2 separate regions of the Drosophila melanogaster genome follow, and region 2 is linked to region 1. A link is a contact called in public Hi-C data. All regions are on one chromosome and are shown on one strand. The core of a region is the stretch at or near the end of the contact, and the rest is flanking DNA. Distances in the headings are between cores, read along the strand shown. Region 1 holds the start of wdb (widerborst). Region 2 holds the start of Hrb98DE (Heterogeneous nuclear ribonucleoprotein at 98DE).

The links. Hi-C and Micro-C count contacts between places; a contact is called where the count stands out from the background.
Region 2: a Hi-C map of the Kc167 cell line shows a contact between it and region 1, with 2.5 times the contacts expected there. The contact joins the promoter of Hrb98DE here to the promoter of wdb in region 1. A contact is called at or near these places in 2 of 107 Hi-C or Micro-C datasets (the Kc167 cell line and ovary).

What each region holds. Positions count from the first base shown.
Region 1 is chr3R:27,578,854-27,584,865 of dm6, forward strand. It overlaps wdb (widerborst), which reads right to left and starts at 3,388. Exons shown (of 9, transcript NM_170340.2): 1 at 2,736-3,388. pins (partner of inscuteable) reads left to right here and starts at 3,987. Exons shown (of 2, transcript NM_080260.4): 1 at 3,987-5,521; 2 at 5,780-6,012. The coding sequence starts at 4,235.
Region 2 is chr3R:28,597,025-28,603,036 of dm6, forward strand. Hrb98DE (Heterogeneous nuclear ribonucleoprotein at 98DE) reads left to right here and starts at 3,383. Exons shown (of 6, transcript NM_170374.2): 1 at 3,383-3,544; 2 at 3,694-4,171; 3 at 5,748-5,923; 4 at 5,988-6,012. The coding sequence starts at 3,494. Noa36 reads right to left here and starts at 2,264. Exons shown (of 2, transcript NM_143365.3): 1 at 1,706-2,264; 2 at 1,035-1,613. The coding sequence starts at 2,197. The coding sequence ends at 1,158. snoRNA:Psi28S-3405a (a small nucleolar RNA gene) reads left to right here and starts at 4,505; the gene lies at 4,505-4,644. snoRNA:Psi28S-3305a (a small nucleolar RNA gene) reads left to right here and starts at 4,674; the gene lies at 4,674-4,823. It also overlaps snoRNA:Psi28S-3405b, snoRNA:Psi28S-3405c, snoRNA:Psi28S-3305b and snoRNA:Psi28S-3405d.

The DNA.
Region 1 (6,012 bases), core at 2,138-4,637:
AAAATGGTTCATTGCCGGCCAAATATAGACAAATCGGTGGAAAAATTTCAGAATTGGGAAGAAACTTTGCTCTTATAGATTAAGCGGGTCATTAAATCTTATAGTTTATAGTTCGTCGGTTGTTGCCAATTTGAATTCAAACAACGAAATTGGCAGCGAAACGCCCTGGCCACAACAACATAAATAACAATAGGGATGCTAAAAAAAAATGTTGTTATATCTACAGCAAGTCAGTTTGCAACCTGGTATTGATTTATAGGGTTTTCCCCTCTCAACTTTTAATTACTTTTGCGCACTGTTATTTGAAGAGGAGTTGCTTCTAGACTGCATCCTGCAAGCGCTAGAAATCCGTGACGTCAAAGCCAAGTTAACGGGCAAATAGACAGTGGGCCAGTTGACACAAACCCGCTTGGATGAACAATAAAAAGCGATTGTCAGCTAGAAACTGGAAATCAAATCGCTGAAAATTTAAGTGATCTTTTTTTCATCGCCACTTAATTGCACCCTAGTCACGTTCGGTTTGGGAACTTTACGCTGGGCGTGCTTGGGTTGCCTTGTGGATTACATGGATTATGGATTATAATTAAAGTGATCAGTGCGGCGATATATAATGGCTTAATTTCAGGGCAAATCGAGGGCCTTGTCACCGCGATGACAGCTACAGCTACATATATCTATATAGAGCTAAAGTTGTTCTGCCCCTTCGAATTGATTTACCATTTTGACACATTTATGATAATTTCGAGTAGGCTCGACGAATTTCGTGTGTCCCCACACGTATATATCAATTGGAACTTGTTAATTTGCCGAGCAGGTTCTGCCCCCCCCCCCCCCACTGACCCACCCCCTCAAGCAATCACTCAATCAATTAGAACCAGTTATTTGCCTGACTTTCAATCGGTGGTTATGGCTTAACCCCTTGGCCACATTTATTTAATTCGTTAAGACATTTCATATTGAGGTGACGTTGGCAATTGGCATTATGTTTGATTTAACACATTTAACAATTTGATGTGCTATAGTATATATAAATTGATATTTAAGTTTACGTGTTTCGTGGATAATAATAACTATTAATTAAATAAGAAAGGGGTAATGATATTCTATTGTATTGATGGACTTCCTTCCTTCAAACCCCTGTTTTTCTGAGCATTTTGAATTTGAATTTCTAGTAGTTTCATTTATGGCACATTAGTTATCCAAGGGTTAGGCATGGAACGGAAATGGAGCGAGCTTTTAGCCCAAAATGGCATCGATTTGAATCAAATTCGCTGTGGGCCAACTTCCGTTGGTCTTGGCATACCTTTCTCGATTTCAGAGTTTGTAATTCTCGTCTGCTCGATATCTCAGTTTTTTCAGTTTCAGTTTTGGTTTTCGGTTTCGGCTCTCGCGTTTGCCTACGTCACGGAGATGCTTTTTCTCGTTTTATCTTTGCTTTTGGCTGGCGGTTTAGCGCTGCTTGCTGGTTTTCACTGTGGATGTGTGTATAGCAGTTGGCATAATTGAATTAGAACTGTAGTTCACGAGAGAATTTTGCACAACGCATCGCGCGGGTGGAGGGGGTTGTTCGAATGGGAGGGGGGGGGGGGGCTGTGTTGTCCAAGTGGGGTCAACACATGTAAATGCGGTGTCAAAGCAAAATACACAAAGATCTTTAATGGCGAACGTGTGTGAGTGAGTGGGGCGCACTTTGGGGAATGGGAGAAGCGTAAGAATGTGAATGGGTAGAGAGAGAGGATGGGAAGATGAGTAAAAGGTGAGAGAGCGCAGCTGTTTTGATGGGGCTCTTTTCGCTGTTGCCTTTGCTCTATCTTTTGCTTCACTTCGGTTTGTTGATTCCTTTCATCTATTTTGCCTTTTTCCTCATTTAGGTAAGAGGAGTAAGATTAGGTAACTTGTGTCTATATGAACATAATTCTTAACACATTTTACTGCTTGACACACACACTTATCATAAATATGTATGTTTCAAACACACACACAGGCACACACACTCGGTGCGAGAGAGACACACACACGCACGCGGCACAAAATCGATATTCTAAAAATAATATAAGTAAAAAATATATATGCTCATACGAATTCTAACCGATTGCGTGCGTGTATTTGTGTGTGCGTGTGTGTGTGCGGGCTGGCTGGATTGCGAGCGTAATTACATATTTATTTATTTATTAAAACTTTTGAAACACCGAATTGCGTCTGGGGATTTAGCCGCTTACTGCGCACTTGAAAAATTTGCATTCGCCTTGGAAATTTGGCTTTAATTTTGCACTCGGCTTTGTTTAGTTGCCTTTTATTTCTCCTTCTTTATTCGGGCTTGGAATTTTCGCTGCAGAATTTATTAAAAACCGACTGCGTATGTGTGTATATAAAAGATTTCTATATCTTTTGCAACCGACGACGAAGGCGGCATACGGCAACTGTGGCGATATTTTTTTCCTTCGTCCGACTCTCGCGCTCTCTTTTCGTTTTCGGCTTGCTCTCTCTGGCACATGGGTATATACTATACGCGAGAGGGAGCAGGCACACACAAACGAAAAGCCTGCCTCCAATTGATTAGTATTAGTACTTCGAATAGTATTACTATTGTTATTGTTTTCATCTAGCTGACTTTCAATTGTTTGGTGCTGATATTTAGCTAGATTCCCCAGGTGCGATTACTCATTTGGCTTTTGTTTCGAGACCACTGTGCCAGATTTCTGGGTGAGAGCGTGGTGAGTTTCGTTTCAACTCACCACAGAAACTGTTGTTGCGCGTCGCGCTCTCTATTTAGGCGGCTCTCTCCCACACACGGTCACACTACAGTCCCAAAAATGAATGAAAATACCACAAAATACCATCCAACGCACGGGCACACCGGCGAACTGAAAGACGCCGCTGCTTTCAAGTTTTTCTCCCGTTTTTATTTCCTATCGAGGGCGATAACCAAACAAGGCTATCGTTATCGACCTCTCGCTCGCTCTGTATCCCTCCTTCCCTGTCGCACTCGCTCTCCTTTTGTGTGGCTAATTTTTTCCTTTTAGTCCTTTTTTCGGTTGCCTTCGTGCAGAAATTCCCTGCTTTATGTAATTTAGAACACAATGTTTGCGTTGCACTGTTGGCCGACTGCAGCTGAAAACCGCACAAAAAAAGCGACGCACACACACACCTTCGAGCATCCGGACTTCCAATTTGCACTGCTTTTCTAACAGTCTATCGCGCACGCACTGCCACAATTTCACCCGCTTATCGCGCCGCAATATGGGACGTTCGCTTTTCAATCGATTTTGGTAACCGGCAGGTGCGCTTTATGCGAGAATTACGAATTTTCTCCAGCGGCAACTAGAATCGTTCACACAGACACCGTAGAAGTGACGCCATCTTTGAAGCGATTAGTGTTGCAAAGCGCGTCTGCAAAAGTGCTGGCTACCAACTACGGTTGATAGGGATGAGGGCTATGGCTTGTTGACCGAAAATGATAAATGTTAACTATGCCAATATATTTTAGATTTTACTAATACGTTACAAAAATAAGAAAAGACTATGATAAAATTGTGTTTTAGCTTGGCTCATAAGTATTGATCCTTTATAAGCTATGGTCTTGCAGTGGCTAACATTTCTCAAATTAGGGCAACCATCTGATAAGATTTCTAATTCGAATTCTAATAAATGAATTTAAACTGCTTTTTCTTAAAGTTAAAAAAAAATTAGTTTTAAATCAAACGGCATGCATACATTAACCATCAAACAATGTAATTATATATATAATATTACCAATTGGGCTACTAAATATTGCTGATATGTAAGCTATGGTCATGAGGTAAAGGCATATTATTTATATAATTTTCATAGTATCTTTGTTGTAGGGGAAAAATAACAAGTAATTTAAAATTGTTCAATTGACTTAAAACAAAATATAACAGATATTATTTTTAAATCCAACGACATACCATATAAAGTTGGTATTTCTTTCTAATCTGCTTGGTATTCTCATCGACCCCAATCGGTCACACTGGTCGTGAATCAGAAACGCACTAATTAGTCAAAAAAACGGTACAAAAGATCGCTTAATTGCTGAAATTTCACCTGTCGCAGTTAAGTTTACCCACCAGCAGTTCAAAACCAGCCAGAGGCTAGCTAAAAACCCCAAAGATCGACCCCAAAACATCGCCGCAAAGTGGACAACTCCCAGTTTTCAGAGCACCTGCCCCTCAAAAAGGAGCATCGCGACAAAAAGGCGAGACTTCGCAGCAGAATGTCCTCGCTCTCTGCGTCCGCGGAGAATGTGTCCAGTTTGGGACTGGGATCGGGCGGAGGAGGAACTACTTCCCACGACGGCAACTCCCAGCAGGGTTCCGGATCCGACGGAGGATCCAGTATGTGCCTGGAACTGGCCCTCGAGGGTGAACGCCTCTGCAAGGCGGGTGACTGCCGGGCGGGCGTGGCCTTCTTCCAGGCGGCCATTCAGGCCGGAACCGAGGATCTTCGCACTCTGTCCGCCATCTACTCCCAGCTGGGCAACGCCTACTTCTACCTAGGCGACTACAACAAGGCGATGCAGTACCACAAACACGATCTTACGCTGGCCAAGAGCATGAACGACCGACTGGGCGAGGCCAAGTCCTCTGGCAATCTGGGCAACACCCTCAAGGTAATGGGTCGCTTCGACGAGGCGGCCATCTGTTGCGAGAGGCACCTAACGCTGGCCAGGCAGCTGGGAGATCGTCTGTCCGAGGGACGCGCTCTTTACAACCTAGGAAATGTCTACCACGCCAAGGGCAAGCACTTGGGTCAGAGAAACCCTGGAAAGTTCGGCGACGATGTCAAGGAGGCGCTCACCCGTGCCGTGGAGTTTTACCAGGAGAATCTGAAGCTCATGCGGGATCTGGGTGATCGTGGTGCTCAAGGTCGAGCTTGTGGTAATCTGGGAAATACCTACTACCTACTAGGCGATTTCCAAGCGGCCATTGAGCATCATCAGGAGCGACTGCGCATTGCCAGAGAGTTTGGTGATCGCGCGGCTGAGCGAAGGGCCAACAGTAATCTTGGCAACTCGCACATATTCCTGGGACAATTCGAGGACGCCGCCGAACACTACAAACGCACCTTGGCTTTGGCCGTTGAGTTGGGTGAACGCGAAGTGGAGGCCCAGAGTTGCTACAGCTTGGGCAACACCTACACGTTGCTGCACGAGTTCAACACTGCCATCGAGTATCACAATCGACACTTGGCCATTGCCCAGGAGTTGGGCGATCGAATTGGTGAGGCCAGGGCCTGCTGGTCACTGGGCAATGCCCACTCTGCCATCGGTGGTCATGAGCGGGCCCTAAAGTATGCGGAACAGCATCTTCAACTGGCCAAGGAGCTGCACGACCCGGTGGGTGAAAGCACAGCCAGGGTGAACATCTCCGATCTACGAAAGCTACTCGGAATGCCCGACTCCGAGCCTTCACCCACCGAGGAGGAGGCTCGATCCACCGCCTCCGATCACTCGGCCAGCGGAAATCAGTCGGATGGATCGGAGAACTCGCAAGGAAGAATGGTAAGAGAAACGAGCTGCAACAACATAAAGCAATATGAATGATTCCTGAGATATTTTTAAACAATACTGGCAGTCCGTTTGTTCTATTTTTCGAAGTGGACACCTGCTGCTTGCAGTGTTTGCCCCTTTATGTTAGCGTAAATATTTATACTTTGTACCAAAACACATCGTTAAACTTTCGATTCGAGCACATGCTGAGAAATTGAAACCCCTGAAAGATACATAGCTAAATTTATTACTTTAATTGCTTCCCGTCAGGTGCGCGTTCGTCGCCAGAGCATGGAGCAGTTGGACCTGATCAAGATCACTCCCGATGGAAAGCGCATGCAGGAGGAAAAGCTACGAGCACAGGCGACCAGGAAAGCCAAAGACGACGACTTTTTCGAGATGCTTTCGCGGTCGCAGTCGAAGCGCATGGATGACCAGCGCTGTTCGATCAAGGTGAATCCCGCCGGAGCTCCGGCGGTGGCCACTGGCGCCACGCGTAAGCC
Region 2 (6,012 bases), core at 2,133-4,632, 1.0 Mb after region 1:
CCTAACTCCAATGGCTTGGACATCGCCTCGGCCGGAATAGACAGGCCATTTTGATTGAAATGCAGACACAAATGCTGGCAGGCGGCCATTAAGCTGCTCCGATCTATACATAAGTATGGTCGTGTAAGTAACCACAGCAGGGGGTATCTTAGCAAGGCTAATTACACATTATACCAAGGATATGGTAGGTATCAATCCATCTTTAAAGTTCGTAGGGAAAAATATAAGTGAAGAGAAATCTTGCTTTAAATGTTTAATATTAGCTACTATAGAGACCGGATTATGTTTTAAATCAAAGGACTATTGTTCCCACCGCGACTGTATGTGCATCCCATATCCTCTCACACTAATCTGTATTATGTACACAGTTGATTTGCCTGCCACTCATGCCACCCAGTCCCCGACCCCATGCGTCCACATCCTCGCCCAGGACTCGCCTACATAAGTAACGCCACATATGATTTCATTCATATGCAGAAGAACTATGCTCCTCCCTTATATCAGGCCGCTCATTGATTTGCAATGCCTAAAATGTTTCAGACTGATGATGGGTCGAACCCTGCCCACATCCCGTGCCCCACATGGCCCAGCAACCATCGCCCATCTACCCATTGCTGTTGCTGTTCCGCTCTGCCTAACTGACAAACATTCCCAAATGCCGAAGTGCGTGTCTTTCGCTTGGTGTGTGTGGTGTGTTTGCCATCGTTTTTGGAAATATTATATGCTCATACCTCCGTTTTCGAGTAAATTGTGTAAATATTTGCGCTCGTAAGTGGATTGGAGATGGATGAGTCTATCAGCAGAGAAGTTGGCGCTGGCAGAGCCGTTGGCATCGCCATCATCATATGCGTACGGGTTGGCCCTGCTGCTCCTCCCTGCCCAGGGCCATTATTTCCAATCCGCACCCGCAGTTCCCCAGTTATCCTCCCTTGTGGAATTTGGATTCGCATTCGCTTGCGCATTTACCTTTCGACTTTCGCCCACAGTCCACTTGCAGCTTGTTGCATTTTATAAAATGGCTACTTGGAAACTCTACAATTTGACAAAGAATTTATTTCCCTATTACATCGAGAGAAACGACTGCACAGCCGAGAATTCATTCGCACACTTAGAGGGACTAACAAAAGGCCATTTACGAGTATATAAACAATTCAGCCTTATTTGGTGGCCTTTTTGTCGGTTTCCTTCTCCGGTTCACTTTCTGTGGTCTCGTCCTCTTCCTCATCATCATCATCGTCTTCATCGCTTTCATCATCGTAGTCTCCATCGGACTCATCTTCATCGTCATCACCCCCGTAGGAGTAGCCCCCACTGGCGGCGCCACCATAATAGCCACTGCCACCGGCTCCATAGTATCCACCGTATCCCTCCTCGTCGTCGCTGTTGCCTCCTTGTTGCTGTCGCCCGAATTTGTGCGACCGCGTGGACATGCTGAGGTCCTTGGTCACCGAGGTATCGTAGTTGCACTTGGGGCATGGAATTGGCTTGTTCTTGTCGTACTTGAAGCCCTTGCGACGCACGTGATCCTCGCAGTAACAGGTCTTGCAGCGCAGGCAGGAGTATTGACCCAGCTTGTTGCACGATTGACACTTGTAGTTCTCCGACTCCAGCACCTGGAACCGAATGGATTGCATTACCAAAAGGCGTCATATGAATCTCAAAATGAAGTTCGGAACAAGCTTAATGAGTATTTTTGGTTACCCACCTGACAGCTGGCCTGGTGCTCGAACTGATCGTCCTCGCACAGGAATCCGTTGCAGAAGGAGCACTTGAAGATGCGCCCACCGTGCTCCCAGACACCGCGTTCGCACTCCAGGCAGGTCGCATTCTGCAGCGGACACGTGCAGGCGTGGTTTTGGAGACACTTGCGTCCGTGGCAAACCCAAGCCTCGCAGAAGTCGCAGATGGCGCCCACCATTCCGAGGCCCGTGGTGTAGACGCCCGGATGTTTGACCACGCAGTCGCCGGTCTTTAGCATGCACTTGATTTTCCCGCACTGGGCGCAAATGGGTAATCTCTGAATGCTCTGGCAGAAATAGCAGAAGGCTCTCGACTTCTGCTTCTTCTCGCACTTGTCGCACTCCATTGGTGCATTGCAGGGCAAATCCGCAAGAGGCACCTCTCTGCTGCGGATCTCCTTGAGGCGAAGCTTCTGCTTCTCGGCCTTCTTACGCTGCCCAGTCTTCTTTTTCGGCATTTTTGAAATCAAGGAATTAGAAAACTTATTTCCTTACGTGTGCGGCAGTGTGGCTGCTGCGGGTGCGCCGAAAAATACCACAAAAAGCTTTCGAATATTCCGCTAAATATGTAGCTACATCTTGAAAATAGCTACAAAAAATGCGTTAAATTAGCATCGTGGAGTTAGCGGCGACGGCGGAGCCGAGTAATTTAACACATCATTTTTCTGGCCAGCGTGCATTTTGGAATATGCTCTGCGAGTGGAGATATTCCTTGAAAAGTAGCTAGCCGATTTTTTTATTGCATATTTTATATACTTTCTGAGTCCTATAAACTTTAGTCGTACATAGATAGTTAGATCTCTTAAATAGTTCGATTTATTAAGATTTTTGCATTTGTATTTTTTTTGGAATTTACCTATAAATAGCGAAAAATTAAATAAATAAATAAGATTCTCATTTTCCATATTTCACCGTTCTGCCATAGACGCTAATTTGACCCACATAGATTTTCAGTGGAAACAAGTGGAAGCAACAACCGATTAGTGTAACCAAATACCTTTGCTTTTATTTAGGTCTAGTATTTTTGTAAGGTCTGTCTACGGCTTTCCTTTCCACAGGAAAATATATTTTCAGTTTTAGGGAAGGGGTGCTACAGTGAGCGTCTTTCGTTCCCAGTGTCGTTATTTCTATAGTATTGCTGAGATATATATCAGAGCAGTAAAGATATTTAAATATAAGTTCTTCGAAATGGGTGGTCACGACAACTGGAACAATGGTCAAAATGAGGAGCAAGATGTAAGTAGCACACAAAACCGCGACTGCACAGGGAAAAAACTCAGTTCGGCCATAATCCCAATATATATATATTTTGGTGATCAACGCGCTTTTACCCATGCGGCAACTAAAGTTGATGTGCTAAAGCATTTCGTTGCGGTTTTGTTACTTAAGACTAAGACTAACAGTAGTTGTATCTTAATAGTGCTAGGGAGTACGATGCTGTCGGTATTGGTTTCTCTTTTAGCTTTTTAGTGCAAAAGGCGTGATCAAGAATACACATGTTACACACATTTTTTAAGGCATGGTGAAAAGAAACAGGGCAGATATTGTAAAAGTATTGTATTGACAAGGGTGTCTGTCAACTTATCGTTATCGTTCTAGGTAGTATCGAATAGGTGCTGGGTTTAATCGGGTTGTAGAAACGGTCACACTGTATTCAGTTTTTTCATTCGTCTCGTGTGTCAGGGGACTTTCTCCATTTGCAATAGCAAAAAAAATAGTTAGATTAGAAGTTGTTCAACTTTTGCATTAGTAAAATGGTGAACTCGAACCAGAACCAGAACGGCAACTCCAATGGCCATGATGATGTAAGTAGTGGATATTAAGGGTCTAGAAATTTCCTGTAAGCTGGTGTCTCGCCTTGCCGGTCGCCATTTTGAAAATTACGCATGTGTCTCAAGGGCGGAAAGTGAGGTTATGGCCATTGATAAAATCAATAATTTAGGACTTTCCTCAGGACTCCATCACCGAGCCGGAGCATATGCGCAAGCTGTTCATCGGTGGCTTGGACTACCGTACCACCGACGAGAACCTAAAGGCTCACTTCGAGAAATGGGGCAACATCGTGGACGTGGTGGTCATGAAGGATCCGCGCACAAAGCGTTCCCGCGGATTCGGATTCATCACCTATTCCCACTCGAGCATGATTGATGAGGCCCAAAAGTCGCGTCCCCACAAGATCGACGGTCGAGTGGTGGAGCCCAAGCGCGCCGTTCCCCGTCAGGACATTGATTCCCCGAATGCCGGAGCCACCGTAAAGAAACTCTTTGTTGGCGCCCTCAAGGACGACCATGATGAGCAGAGCATCCGCGACTACTTCCAGCACTTTGGCAACATCGTCGACATCAACATAGTCATTGACAAGGAGACTGGCAAGAAACGCGGATTCGCCTTCGTCGAGTTCGACGACTACGATCCCGTGGACAAAGTTGTGTGTAAGTACAACGCTTTTCCTAATCTAGACAATATCAAATATCCTTTAAGAATGATTTATCTCTTCGAGAGTAGACTGTTAGGAAAATCACATTGCCATGTTCTTAGATTTATACAATACAGATTGAATTATCTGCACAGGAAACGAATATTAACCCCATTTGTGTACGCGGCGTTCGTGTAGAAAAAAAGTATGACATGCAACCACCCCTAATCTATATGCTCAATCAGCTCTGGCACATTGTAGGGCTTCTCGTAAATGTCCATCAGCGTCGGATAAACGAATGCGCACTATAAGCAAGAAATTTCGATAAAATTGCAATTATTACAATATATCCACAGTCCCAGCTCCGCATAGCAATGTTCGATGTGCTTGTGCGGCGTTTGTGACTGTAAGAATAAATTCCAGCCAGTATTATATCATTGTTGTTGGTGCTCTTCGTGCATCAACGATGAAAGAGTATATGGCACACTATAGCTTGAATCTAAAACTGTTTCCTAATATCACAGTACTGACAAATTAACTGGTTTGAAACCATCACCAGGGTAGTTTTTTTTTAAACGCTGTGAGATGAATTAAAGCGTCGGCTAAGCTATGTTATGCGAATGTAAGCATTGCGCCTATTCAGTGTAACACGCAGCCTCGTTACAATAGTTCAATTAATTGCTATTATGGAAATCGATACACAGTCCCAGCTCCGCATAGCAATGTTCGATGTGCTCATGCGGCGTTTGTGACTGTAAGATAAAAGACCCAGCCCATATTATATCGTGTTGTTGGCGCTGTTCGTGCATCAACGATGAAAGAGTATAAGGCACAATATCACATTGAATTACCAACTATATGAAAAGAATGAGTATCTAAATGCCTTCGCTTACTTGAATATACTGACAAATCCACAGAATGGTGAATGTTATTTAGCGTGAATATATCTCCTAAAATTAGCTACGATTCCACAGTCCCAGCTCCGCACAGCAATGTTCGATGTGCTCGTGCGGCGTTTGTGACTGTTAGAATAAATTCCAGCCAGTATTATATCATTGTTGTTGGTGCTCTTCGTGCATCAACGATGAAAGAGTATAAGGCACACCTTGATTATCGAACCGATTAAACAGAAAGTTTCTAGATCAGCCCCTTCGTGGACGTCACAGTACTGACAAATTGACGGGCTTGAAAAAGTCGCCTGTATGGTTTTTATTTAAACGCTGTGAGATTAATTTAAGCGTCGGCTAAGCTATGTGATGCGAATGTATATTATAAATCAATTCTGTGTAACACGCAGCCTCGTTACAACTGCAAATCAAATGCACCGAAATGGTGAATGTGTACTATCCGATATCGATCCTAATTTTAGCTAAAATTCCACAGTCCCAGCTCCGCATAGCAATGTTCGATGTGCTCGTGCGGCGTTTGTGACTGTAAGATGAAATCCCAGCCAGTATTATATTGTTGTTGTTGGTGGTGTTTGTGCACCAATGATGAAAGAGTATATGGCACACTATCCTCCGGATGCACCACATAGGGAAGTTCATTTTCGAATACCACTAATAGCATGCTTTCCCTCTTTATTTTTGCAGTGCAAAAGCAGCATCAGCTGAATGGCAAAATGGTGGACGTAAAGAAGGCCTTGCCCAAGCAGAATGACCAACAGGGAGGTGGCGGAGGACGCGGTGGTCCGGGTGGTCGTGCCGGTGGAAACCGCGGAAACATGGGCGGTGGAAACTACGGCAACCAGAATGGTGGCGGCAACTGGGTAAGAACTTATTGATCGCCATCAATTCGATTTGAGGCTTATTACTGGTTAATTGGCATTGCAGAACAACGGTGGCAACAACTGGGGCA